Linked DNA regions of Bos taurus: region 2 is linked to region 1. The links are chromatin contacts, called in public Hi-C maps. All regions are on one chromosome and are shown on one strand. Each heading gives the region's core, a stretch centred on a gene start, on an enhancer-like site or on the middle of the called end of the contact. The rest is flanking DNA. Distances are from core to core; before and after follow the strand shown. Region 1 has its middle 22 kb from the start of RHOD. Region 2 overlaps KDM2A (lysine demethylase 2A).

What was found. A called contact is a pair of places that touch in the nucleus more often than the background predicts.
Region 2: a Hi-C map of an unstated tissue shows a contact between it and region 1, with 4 times the contacts expected there. The contact joins two enhancer-like sites. A contact is called at or near these places in 3 of 11 Hi-C or Micro-C datasets (skeletal muscle, skin fibroblasts and an unstated tissue).

Annotation. Positions count from the first base shown.
Region 1 is chr29:45,058,899-45,065,465 of ARS-UCD2.0, reverse strand. No RefSeq gene overlaps it. Among named protein-coding and RNA genes, the nearest start is that of RHOD, 22 kb to the right of the region's middle. Within about 2 kb of position 2,840, at least 5 of the 102 cell types and tissues checked have an H3K27ac peak or open chromatin away from gene starts, as enhancers often do.
Region 2 is chr29:45,125,280-45,131,846 of ARS-UCD2.0, reverse strand. The region is part of intron 2 of KDM2A (lysine demethylase 2A); the gene reads right to left. Among named protein-coding and RNA genes, the nearest start is that of TRNAS-GGA, 28 kb to the left of the region's middle. Within about 2 kb of position 3,661, at least 5 of the 102 cell types and tissues checked have an H3K27ac peak or open chromatin away from gene starts, as enhancers often do.

The sequences.
Region 1 (6,567 bases), core at 1,591-4,090:
TTTGCTCACACATTCTCACTCTCGCTGTGCCAGGTCTGCCAGAGCCCAAGTTCCCTTGGCCCAGGAGTCAGGGTCAGTCAGTTATCCAAACACAGTTTGGAATCACATCTAAGCCCTTGGTCCCAGTGAACTCAATTCGGAGTCCCAGGGCACGGCCCCGCCCCTGGGCTGACGGCCTGCCTGAGTGACCCTGGTTTTTAAGGGCCCAGGACACCAGTTCACTCCTCCCAGGGTCTCTGGGTGTCCAGCGGAGCTGCTCCCAAGGCTCTTCCAGCTCACTGGCCCCTCTTCACACCCCATAGCGGGCCTCCTCAGCAGAAAGGATTATGCAGGTATCAAAGGCCTGCCAGGGCAGGGCACAAACTGCAGGGCTCCTGTCAGGGAGGCCAGGGCATCTGCTGGGGACAAGACAATAAGACACAGCTATCCACCGGCCAGAAGCGGCCCTGATCCCCGGACCACCTGGCTACAGCCTCCCTATTTGTTGTTCAGTCGCTAAGTTGTGTCCAACTCTTTGCAACCCCCACGGACTGACACCAGGCTTCCCTGTCCTTCACTATATCCCAGAGTTTCCTAAAACTCGTGTCCATCGAGTCAGTGATGCCATCCAACCATCTTATCTTCTGCCACTCCCTTCTCATGCCTTCAATCTTTCCCAGCATCAGGGTCTTTTCTAATGAATTGGCTCTTCGTATCAGATGGCCAAAGTATTAGAGCTTCAGCTTCAGCATCAGTTCTACCAATGAATATTCAGGGTTGATTTCCTTTAGGATTGACTGGTTAGATCTCCTTGCTATCCAAGGGGCTCTCAAGAGTCTTCTCCAGAACCACAATTAGCCTCCTTCTGCCTCTGGCCAAAATTCTATCCAGATCAGCCTTACGGGGCAGTGGTCTCTGGTCACCTGTGCATGAGGCTGGGCCCTGGCATGGGGCATTGTGGTGGAGGTGAGAGAAGAATTTCAGGCAAAGCCAGGTAGGATGGGGGAACCCTGGAGAATTTCTGCAGCTGGGCTGAAGACGGAGCGGGGCAATGCAAGAGCCACTGGTGGGATGGTCTCTGTTGCGGCATTCGGGATGGGCTTCTCTCCACTTGTGGCGAGCAGGCTCCAGAGTGTCAGGGCTCAGTAGTTGTGCCACTTGGGCCTAGTTGCCCCATGGCACGAGGAATCTTAGTTCCCCAACCACTGATTGAACCCGTGTCCCCTGCATTGGAAGGCGGATTCTTAACCACTGGACCATCAGGGATGTCCTGGACTAATTTTTAAATAACCTTTTTATTTTAGAAACTGTATGTTATATTAACAAAGAATAAGATCATACAGAGAATTTTATTTACACTTGCATCTTGTTTTCCCCCGTTAGCACCTTATATTTGTCTGTACAAATATAAGGTGCATTTGTTACATTTGGTGGCTCAGACGGTAAAGCATCTGTCTGCAATGCAGGAGACCCGGGTTCGATCCCTGGGTTGGGAAGATCCCCTGGAGAAGGAAATGGCAGCCCACTCCAGTATTCTTGCCTGGAAAATCCCATGGACTGCATAGCCTGGTAGGCTACAGTCCATGGGGTTGCAAAGAGTCGGACACGACTGAGCAACTTCACTTCACTTCAATGAACCAACACTGATACATTAGCAGATTTCCTTAGTTTTACCTAATATCTAATACCTAATATAGGAGACGGAGAAGGCAATGGCAACCCACTCCAGTATTCTTGCCTGGAAAATCCCATGGACGGAGGAGCTTGGTAGGCTGCAGTCCATGGGGTCGCTAAAAGTCAGACATGACTGAGCGACTTCACTTTCACTTTTCACTTTCCTGCATTGGAGAAGGAAATGGCAACCCACTCCAGAGTTCTTGCCTGGAGAATCCAAGGGACGGGGGAGCCTGGTGGGCTGCCGTCTATGGGGTCTCACAGAGTCGGAAACAACTGAAGTGACTTAGCAGCAATATAGGAGAAGGCAATGGCACCCCACTCCAGTACTCTTGCCTGGAAAATCCCATGGACAGAAGAGCCTGGTGGGCTGCAGTCCATGGGGTCGCTAAGAGTCGGACATGACTGAGCGACTTCACTTTCACTTTTCACTTTCCTGCATTGGAGAAGGAAATGGCAACCCACTCCAGAGTTCTTGCCTGGAGAATCCAAGGGACGGGGGAGCCTGGTGGGCTGCCGTCTATGGGGTCGCACAGAGTCCGACACGACTGAAGCGATTTAGCAGCAGCAGCAGCAATACCTAATATATCAGTTTTTACCTTTTCTTTTTATCTTTTTCTATCCCAGGGTCTCATCCAGCACACCACACGTTTGGCTTGCTTTTTTTTTTTTTTTTTGGCCACGCTGTGCACTTTGCAGTTTATGAGATCTTAGTTCCCCAACCAGGGACTGAACCTGGGTCCTTGGCAGTAAAATTGTGGAGTCCTAACCACTGGATTGCCAGGGAATTCTTGGTTTTCCTATCTCCTTGGGCTCCTCTGTGTTGCAGTTTCTCAGAGTTTCCTCATTTTTGATGACCTTGGCAGTTTTGAGGACAACCTCTCAGATAGCTTATGAAATATCTGTCCACTGGTGTTTTTTCTCATGATTAGGTTAGGGAAGGAAGATCATGGAGGCAAAGTGCTTTGATTAATTTTTGTTATAAAAATAAAATTATTTCCCAAATTGTTCATTCTCTCTCGCTTCCCTCCCTTCCTTCCCTATTTCCTTCCTTTCCTTTTTCACCCTGGTGCCTCTGCTTTGCTGCTCCCGCCCCCCTCCCCCCCCCCACCGAGTGCTTCCTCTGTTGGTCAGTGAGCCCTGAGCCTGGCAGCACAGCTCAGATGTTGAGAGGCGGGGCACTCAGTGGACCGGAGAGCTCCAGGAAGGCTGCTGGGGGCAGAAAGGGGGTTGGTGTATTGCAGCAGTTGAGATCATGGAATTCCTGGAGATTTGAATCCCAAGGAGCTTTGCATTCCTCACTTCTCTGTTAAGAGAACCCTTGAAAAGTGAAAGTGAAATTTGCCCAGTCCTGTCTGACTCTGCGACCCCATGGACTATAGCCTGGCAGGTTCCTCTGTCCATGGAATTCTCCAGGCCAGAATACTGAAGTGGGTAGCCATTCCCTTCTCCAGGGATCTTCCCAACCCAGGGATTGAACCCAGCGCTACTGCATTGCAGGTGGATTCTTTACCATCTGAGCCACCAGGGAAGCCCAAATATGGAATTCTTTAGGCAAGAATACTGGAGTGGGATGCCATTCCCTTCTCCAGGGGATCTTCCCAACCCAGGGATCGAACCCAGGGCTCCCACATTGCAGACGGATTCTTTACTCTCTGAGCCATTAGGGTTGCTGGGAGCACTGGGAGCTGGTAGAGAGTGGCCCCCCAAAGGGGGTGTTCAAGGTGAGCCCTAAACAGTCCTGGGTGACTGGAGTGGTGGGAGACATGGAGCAGCATTCCCACCCACAAAGATCCCTCAGTAGCTGGTGTTAAGTGATGCTACAAGCTCAGCTTCTCTGTGCACCCGTGCTGAATCAAATCTCAGGGTCGGGGTTTTGGGTGAAGTAGAAAAGGATAACTTTATTGCATTGCCAGGCAAAGGATGACACAGTGGGCTCATGCCCTTTAAATATCCCCACTTGGGGAAGATAGTGACAAGTTTTATAGAAATTGTTCTAAGAGGGTGTGATCAGCTCCTGGACACTCTTCTGATGGCTTGGTGGTGAGGTCAGCAGGAGTCCGCATTTTCAACCTTCAGATCCACCTGGTTGGGATCTACATCCTTGTGGGCAGTTAGTCAGTTCGGTTGCTCAGTCGTGTCCGACTCTTTGGAACCCCATGGACAGCAGCACGCCAGGCTTCCCTGTTGTTCACCAACTCCTGGAGCTTGCTCAAACTCATGTCCATTGAATCAGTGATGCCATCCAACCATCTCATCTTCTGTCATCCCCTTCTCCTCCCGCCTTCAATCCTTCCCAGCATCAGGGTCTTTTCCAATGAGTCAGTTCTCCGCATCAGGTGGCCAAAGTATTGGAGCTTTAGTTTGAGCATCAGTCCTTCCAATGAATATTCAGGACTGATTTCCTTTAGGATTGACGGGTTGGATCTCCTTGCAGTCCAAGGGACTCTCAAGGGTCTTCTCTAACACCACAGTTCAAAAGCATCAGTTCTTTGGCACTCAGCTTTCTTTATGGTCCAACTCTCAAATCCATACATGATTACTGGAAAAAACATAGCTTTGACTAGATGGACTTGGTCAGCAAAGTAATGTCTCTGCTTTTGAATATGCTGTCTAGGTTGATCATAGCTTTTCTTCCAAAGAACAAGCGTCTTTTAATTTCATGGCTGCAGTCACCATCTGCAGTGATTTTGGAGCCCAAGGAAATGAAGTCTTTCACTATTTTCCACTGTTTCCCCATCTATTTGCCATGATGTGATGGGACCAGATGTCGTGATCTTCATTTTTTAAATGTTGAGTTTTAAGACAGCTTTTTCACTTTCCTCTTTCACTTTCATCAAGAGGCTTTTTAGTTCCTCTTCCCTTCCTGCCTTAAGGTTGTGTCATCTACATACTTGTGGGCAGTATATCATCATTAATCATTAACTTCTCCCATCCCTTCTTGACCTTTTGGCTAAAATCAAGTGTAATATGAAGGCTTTCCAGGTTGCACAATGGTAAAGAACCCGCCTGCCAATGCAGGAGATGCAAGAAAGGCAGGTTTGATCTCTGGGTTGGGACGATTCCCCTGGAGTGGGGAATGGGAACCTACTTCAGTATTCTTGCCTGAAAAATTTCAAGGACAGAGGAGCCTGGTGGGCTACAGTCCTTGGGGTCGAAAAGACTTGGACTTGACTGAGCATACACATACCTGGAGGGGGTTTCAGTATCTGCAAAATAGCTCAAAGACATTGTTGTGTGTATCCTTTGATGCAGAAACAAGATCTTACCCCAAGGCTGCTCTTGACTGTTTCTACCCCAACCCCTCCCTTCCCTGATTAACAACTGCTTGGATCTGCCCATCAGAACTCAGGGAAGGTCATGGAGGCTGAATGAAGGCTGTTCCCTATAATCAAAGACATGGGGGACACAGAAAGGTCCTGTGCCCAGGAGCCCCACAGGGCCCTCCACAGTGTCATAAGCTCTGCAGCAGAGCTGCCCTCTGGGTTGGCTCTGGCCTGCAAGATGCCAATAATGATGTCACTAATCACACCCACTGGGCTCATCTGCTGCACAGTCACTAGGCTGGGAGTTATGACCCCTTCCAACCTGTGAGCCAGCAATGGTATTACCACTGCCCCTTCACAGAAGAGGAAGCCCAGGCATCACCCATTTAGTTAGTCACTGTTACTAATCTTGATCTGACAATGAATCAATGTATCTGAAACCAAGAGTGTCATAGAATAATCCAGAAAGAGTTCGTTGACTGATTCCTGGATCCCCGTTAACAATTCTGAATAAAAACCTCGCTAGCACTTTGATGGAACAGAGCTTCAGTCTGAGGAGTCACCCCAGTCCTTCAGGAAGACCTGTGTCCTGTTGGTACTGTGTGATCTTGGGCAGGTGTCCTCACTTCTCTTCCTTATTAGCACACTGGGGTGTGTGCATGGGTGTGTGGGGAGTGGTTCAGAGCCCTTGATTGATTAACTGCTGTCGTTCAGTCCATCAGTCATGTCCAACTCTTGGCGACCCCATGGACTGCAGCACGCCAGGCTTCCCTGTCCTTCACCATCTCTTTGAGCTTGCTCAAACTCATGCCCATTGAGTCAGTGATGCCATCCAACCATCTCATCCTCTGTCTTCCCCTTCTCCTCCTGCCTTCAATCTTTCCTAGCATCAGGTCTTTTCTCATGAGCTGGCTCTTGGCCACATCAGGTGGCCAAAGTATTGGAGCTTCAGTTTCAGTATCAGTCCTTCCAATGAATATTCAGGGTTGGTTTCCTTTAGGATTGATTGGTTTGATCTCCTCGCTGTCCAAGGGACTCTCAAGAGTCTTCTCCAACACCACAGTTCAAAAGCATCAATTCTTCAGCCCTCAGCCTTCTTTACAGTCCAACTCTTACATCCATACATGACTACTGGAAAAGCTATGGCTTTGACTATACAGACTTTGATTGGCAAAGTGATGTCTCTGTTTTTTAATATGCTATCTAGGTTTGTCATAGCTTTTCTTTCAAGGAGCAAGTGTCTTTTAATTATGTGGCTGCAGTCATTGTTCGCAGTGATTTTGTAGCCCAAGAAAATAAAATCGGTCACTGCTTTCATTTCTTCCCCTTCTATTTGCCATTAAGTGATAGAACTGGATGCCATGACCTTAGTTTTCTGATTGTTGAGTTTTAAGCCAGCTTTTTAATGCTCCTCTTTCACTTTCATCAAGAGGCTCTTTGGTTCCTCTTCACTTTCTGCCATTAGAGTGGTAGCATCTGCCTATCTGAGGTTGTTGATGTTTTTCCTGGCACTCTTGGTTCCAGCTTGTGATTCATTCAGCTTGGCATTTAGCATGGTGTACTCTGCACAAAATAAGCAGGGTGACAATTTACAGCCTTGACTTATTCATTTCCCAGTTTTGAACCAGTCCTTCACATGACTTAACGC
Region 2 (6,567 bases), core at 2,412-4,911, 66 kb before region 1:
TATATTGTCACACTGCTTATTTAACTTATATGCAGAGTATATCATGAGAAATGCTGGGCTGGATGAAGTACAAGCTGGAATCAAGATTGTGGGGAGAAATATCAATAACCTCAAATATGCAAATGATACCACTTTAATGGCAGAAAGTGAAGAGGTTCTGAAGAGCCTTTTGATGAAGGTGAAAGACGAGAGTGAAAAAGCTGGTTTAAAACTCAACTTTCAAAAAGTGAAGATCATGGCATCTGGTCCTATAACTACATGGCAAATAGATGGGGAAAATGTGGAAACTGTCAGATTTCATTTTCTTGGGCTCCAAAATCAATGCAGACGGTGACTGCAGCCACACTTGAAATTAAAAGATGCTTGGCTCCCTGGAAGAATAGCTATGACAAACATAGACAGTGTATTAAAAAGTAGAGATATCATTTTGCCAACAGAGGTCTGTGTAGTCAAAGCTATGGTTTTTCTAGCAGTCATGTATGGATGTGAGTGTTGGATCATAAAGGAGGCTGAGAGCTGAAAAAACTGATGCTTTTGAACTGTGGTAAGTCAACCCTGAATATTCACTGGAAGAACTGGTGCTGAAGCTGGAGCTCCAATACTTTGGCCACCTGATGCAAAGAGCTGACTCACTGGAAAAGACCCTGATGCTGGGGAAGATTGAGGGCAAGAGAAGAGGGCGAGAGAGGATGAGATGGTTGAATGACATTACTGACTCAATGGAAGTAAGTTTGAGCAAACTCAGGGAGATGGTGAAGGACAGGGAAGCCTGGAGTGCTGCAGTCCATGGGGTGGCAAAGAGTTGGACACAACTTAGGGACTGAGCAATATATCCATACAATGGAATATAGTTAAGCAATAATACAAGGGAGTGAAGTACTGAGAAATGCTGCAACCACAGATGAACTTCGACAAAAACACTAAGTGAAATAAGCTAATTACAAAAGACCATACATTTTATGATTGCCTTTATCTGATGTACAGAATAGGCAAATCTATAAAGACATAGGCTGGAGAGAAGAGAGATGGGGAGTAACTGCTAATGTGTACTGGGGTAATGAAAATATTTTAGAATTAGATACTAGTAATGTTTTCACAGAGGACTTCCCTGGTGGCTCAGACCGTAAAGAAAGCATCTGCCTACAACGCGGGAGACCTGGGTTCGATCCCTGGGTTGGGAAGATCCCCTGGAGAAGGAAATGGCAACCCACTCCAGTACTCTTGCCTGGAAAATTCCGTGGATGGAGGAGCCTGGTAGGCTTCAGTCCATGGGGTCCCAAATAGTTGGACACGACTGATCGACTTGAATGTTTTCACAATTTTGTAGATCTACTAAAAACTCCTGAATTGTGCACTTTATTATTATTTAAAAAAATATTTGGCTGCGTTGGGTCTGAATTGCAGTATGTGGCATCTTCACTCTTTGTTGCGGTATGCGAGCTCTTAGTGGTGGCATGTGGATCTAGTTCCCTGAACAAGACTGAACCCAGGCCCCCTGTGCTGGGAATGTGGAGTCTTAGCCACTGGACCACCAGGGAACTCCCTGAGTTGTACACTTTAAAAGAGTGAATTGAATAGCATATGAATTCTATCTCAATACAAAATAATGATGGGCAGTCTGTAACAGAAAAAAGGTTAATACAATGCACATATTTAAGTAAAGCAATGTATTTTTACGATATAAGAATAAAGTCTGACACAGACCAAATCTTGCGTAATAACATTTTTTGAGAAAGCACAATTTTTTTCTAAATTTTCATCGCCATTTCAGTTGACTTGATACGAAAGGACACATAGATAAGTGACTAAAAAAAGCTCTTAAGTATCAGGAACCACCATGCTGTGCCAGAAACGCAAAAGCAGTCTGTTAGTTCTGAGAATTTCCACTCCATCGACTAATGTCATTCACCACATTAACAGATTAAAGGAGAAAAATTAAACGATCAGCTAGATCTGAGCTGTCCAAAATGTTAGCTGCTAGCCACACGTAGCTGTAAGACTTAAGTTTATTAAGATTAAAAACATTTTCAACAAACGATGCAAGGGAAACTAGGTATCTGCCTGCAAGAGAATGTGTTAGACCTTTACCTTAAACCATTTCATTTAGTACAAAAAATTAACTCAAAACACATCAAAGACCTCAACATAACAGCTAAAACTATAAAATTCTTAGAAGTAAACAAGGGAAAATCTTCACAGCATTAGCTTTAAAGAGGATTTTTTTTTAATGACATCAAAAGCAAAAGGAAAAAAAAACAGGTAAACTGGACTTCATCAAAATTTGTAAAATTTGTACAAAAAACACTATCAACAGAGTGAAAAGAAACCGTAGGAGAAAATACCTGCAAACCATACATCTGACATGGGATCTAGCATATATAAAGGACTCTTACAATTCAACAACAAAAGAAACAACCCGATTCAAAAATGGGCAAAGGACTTAATAGGAATTTCTCCAAAGAAGACACCCAAATGGTCAATACGCACTGGAAAAGATGCCAAACATCACCACAAATCAAACCCATAGTGAGATACTACTTCACATCCATTGAGATTCCTATCACCAAAAAAGAAAAAACAAAAAACAAAAAAAAAACCCCACAAAATAACAAGAGTTATCAAGGAAGTGGGGAACTAGAACGCTTATGCATTGCTGGTTGCAGCCTGTGTGAAAAAGAAGTACAGCAATTCCTCAAAAAATTTAACACAGAATTGCCATATGACCCAGTAATTCTACTTCTAGAACCAAAAGAAAACAACCAAAAGCAGGGACTCAGACACTACACCACCAGTGTTCATAATGCCAAAATTGTTTTTTTTGATGGTCAAAAAAAAAAAAGATGGCAACAGCCCCAAATTTCCATTGACAGATAAAATGTAGTATTTATATATACAACAAAATATTATTCAGCTATAAAATGAAATGGAGATCTGACACGTGCAGCAACATGGGTAAACCCTGAAGACATTATGCTAAGTGCAACAGGTCAGACAAAAAGATATTGTATGATTCCACTTATGAGGTACCTAAAGTAGACAAATTCATAGAGACAGAAAGAGATTAGAGATTACCAGGGGCTGGGGGGAGGAGGAATGGGAAGTTACAGTTTTACGATTATACAATTTCTATCTGGGGTAATTTTGTTTTGGAAACAGTAATGATGGCAGCACAATACTCTGAATTAACACCACTGAATTAATTTGCTTAAAATGGTTAGAATGGCAAGTTTTGTTGCAAATATCTTACAATTTCTAAAAATAATGCAATATATCAAAAATCTCCCTTTAAGAGTCACTGTATAATTCCTTCATTTTATATCAAATAGGTTTTGCCTACGGTAACTTCTGAGAATCAGGAAATATGGTGGAATTATTTTACAAAGAAGAAAGGTAAAACTGACCTAAGTTTACCCTTTTAGAAAACAGAAAAACAAGAAAGCTGAACTATCTAAAGGGAGAGCTTATCCCTTGTCAATTCTACTACAGACACTTTACTGTGTGATCTTAGGCAGTTAAGTGAATCATTTAACCTCTCTAGATCCTAATTTTCCCTTGGAGGTAAATAATACAAGGTCCCTCTGTGCTCTACAATAAAGTCCTCACCACCTGATTCTCAGCCTTGCTCTCTCTTACCTTATACTGTGTTCACATTTTGCTGACCCATAGCCCCACCTCTGTCCTGACCAGGGACACTGAGAGGCACGAGTGGTGGGTTGGCAGGACAGCCCTCCAAGGGACTTCCACATCATCCTCCTGTCCTGCCCACGCACCGCCGCCCCCATATTAAACAAATCTCCGTGTATCTCAATCAACCAGATGTTAAGGCAGTTATTTCTGGAGAGCTTAGGCAATTACCATTCCCCAAGGGATCAAAGGAGTCAAGAGAATGAAGAAATTGTATAAAGTATGAAAAGGCAGTTGCTTTTTAATTAATGACACCCAGAAGGGCTACTGCTTTGAAGGTGAACTATGATGCCAGGACAAAGCAACAGTAGTAACAGCAGTTAACATTCCAGTGTTGACTATGTGCCAAGTACTGTAACAAGCATTCTGCATGTATTAACACATGTAAGGATACTATCCTCTCTTTTGTATGACAAAAGGCAAATGAAGGACAGAAGTAACCTGCCCAAGTTACAAAGCTATTAAGTGGTACAGCTGGGACTGGAACCCAATTCTAAAACCTGTGGTCTTAACCACTACTCTCTCTACTACTGAAATCACTAAGCAACGAACTCTGGCCAGACCAGGGGCTTGGGGCAGCTGAAATAACTGTCACAGGAGGAGATCCCAGACAAATGAAATGGCTCTGGCAGAGCAAGGAGGTGAAGTGGTGGGGCTGTTGACAACGAAGCAGTCTATAAACCAGAACACCATGCCTGGTACAAAGATCAGCAAAATATCTTCCCAAGGGAGGGAGGTTTCTGATACGTGCTAAGGGATACAACATTTCCTTTAAATGTTATTTAACATTTCACCAATCCTAACTTCTAATTCTAGCTTTTACTTAACTTCCTGGACATTCAGTTATTTTGGCTGAAATAAAAATATTGCAATTTCTAACCACAGACTACTTTACATCAAAGAGTGCTTTGAACCTAGTACGTTTATTATATATGCTAATTAAAATTTGTTTTCATTCTCTATATTTGTAGTCAGGGACATTTATCACACACTTTCTGTAAAGATGACGTTGCCAACATTTTTTTTTTAAACCAAGATTCACATTTCCTACTGTCTCTAAGTTCTGATCTGAGGCAGATCTACCTCACTACCTTAGAGAAAAGTTTTAATTACACAGCCTCTTTGCTGCTGACGGTATAAGAAGCCAAGTAACAAGTGTATTTTCATGTCCCACATCATGATACTGCTTTAAAGAAAAAGTTTGGGGGCATCTTTTTATCAATTTATAAAGCGATACAGATTACATCTGAACCTTTCCAACACACACCAAATCCCTACTTGATAAGTGCTTAATAAGCTCTTATACATCTTCAAAGAAAGAAGCAAGCTCAGGTTCTCAACTGGTCCCCTTCACAAAAGTATGACTACATATATATCCTAAAAATCAACTAAGCTTGAAGGTGTTGTTCTCATTTTCTTTCTTTCCATATTTTTGAAAACCCGATATTACTGTAAGATCACACAATGGGGCAGGTACATATGTAGATGAATCACTGCCTACCACCTTTCTATGTGTGTACATGTGTTTGTGATATAAAAATTATTTGAACACTTACTCATTCATAAAACAGGGCACTCATTATGGAGTTAAAGCCAGATGCTCTGCATACAAAGATAAAAGGCACAGTCTAGTGCTAAGATTTCTGGCCAGTAGGGGGAGACAGACATGTAAGTAAATTACAGTATTACCATTAATGTGATATGCATTAAGACAGGTAGGTACAGAATTTATTAAAGTCCAAGAGGAAGGAGTAGTAGAATGGTTGGTGAAGGCTCGACTTAAGAGAAGAAATGTTTTCTCATTCAATATAACTTTACTGAACATCTACTAAGTGCCAAGGACTATGGATATAGATTCTATATTGCTCCTCTGTAGCAGTGACCTCTGTAGCTTTTGAACTGCAGTGCTGGAGAAGACTCTTGAGAGTCCTTTGGACTGAAAGGAGATTAAACCAGTCAATCCTAAAGGAAATCAACCTTGAATATTTATTAGAAGGACTGATGCTGAAACCGAAGCAGCAATACACTGGCCACCTGATGCAAAGGGCCGACTCATTAGAAAAGACCCTAATGCCGGGAAAGATTGAAGGCAGGAGAAAGGGACAACAGAGGATGAGATGGATGGATGGGATTACTGACTCAATGGACATGAATTTGAGCAAGCTCCATGAGATTGTGAAGGACAGGGAAGCCTGGCATGCTGCAGTCCATGGAGTCGCAAAGAGTCGGACACGACTGAGCAACTGAACTGAACTAAACTCCTCCCCACTGGGTTACTGAGACTCTCCTTAACAGAGGGTGAATACCATTTTTCAAAAATAAAAGTTGTTTGTTTAGAAAAATGTGGTAACTTCATTACATCTCATGAGATTTTAATGGCAACGTCCTAAGGTAGTACAGAAACAGGAGGAATCACTGCCTTACAGTGACTAACCCTTGGGCCCATTTCTACCTTTAGATGACACACCCGCTGCCCCTAAAATAGTAAGAGGCTTGAGGACAAGGATAAAGGAAGACACATGCTTAATTTTAACACAACTGCGTTACTGTATTACAAAGAACGTGTACTTATCAACTACATAGCTGAAAAGCTTGCATTTCTTTTGTTGACAGTTCAGCCTCCAAATATTTCTGGGCTAACTGAAGATCAACTTATGCAGAGACCAACAGCACAAAGAACATTTTCTATATATACAAAACATTAGCAGATCACAGTAATTCCAACAAGACAGAGTAATCCATAAATAGAAATTTGGCAAGAAGTTTATTCACATCTAAGTCTCTGATTTTAAAAAAAGAAAAAAAGACAGCTGAGAAGGCAGAATGCTCAAAAGGAGAGGGATATACAACACAAAGTGAACTTCTCCCCTAAAGTTCCCTCAG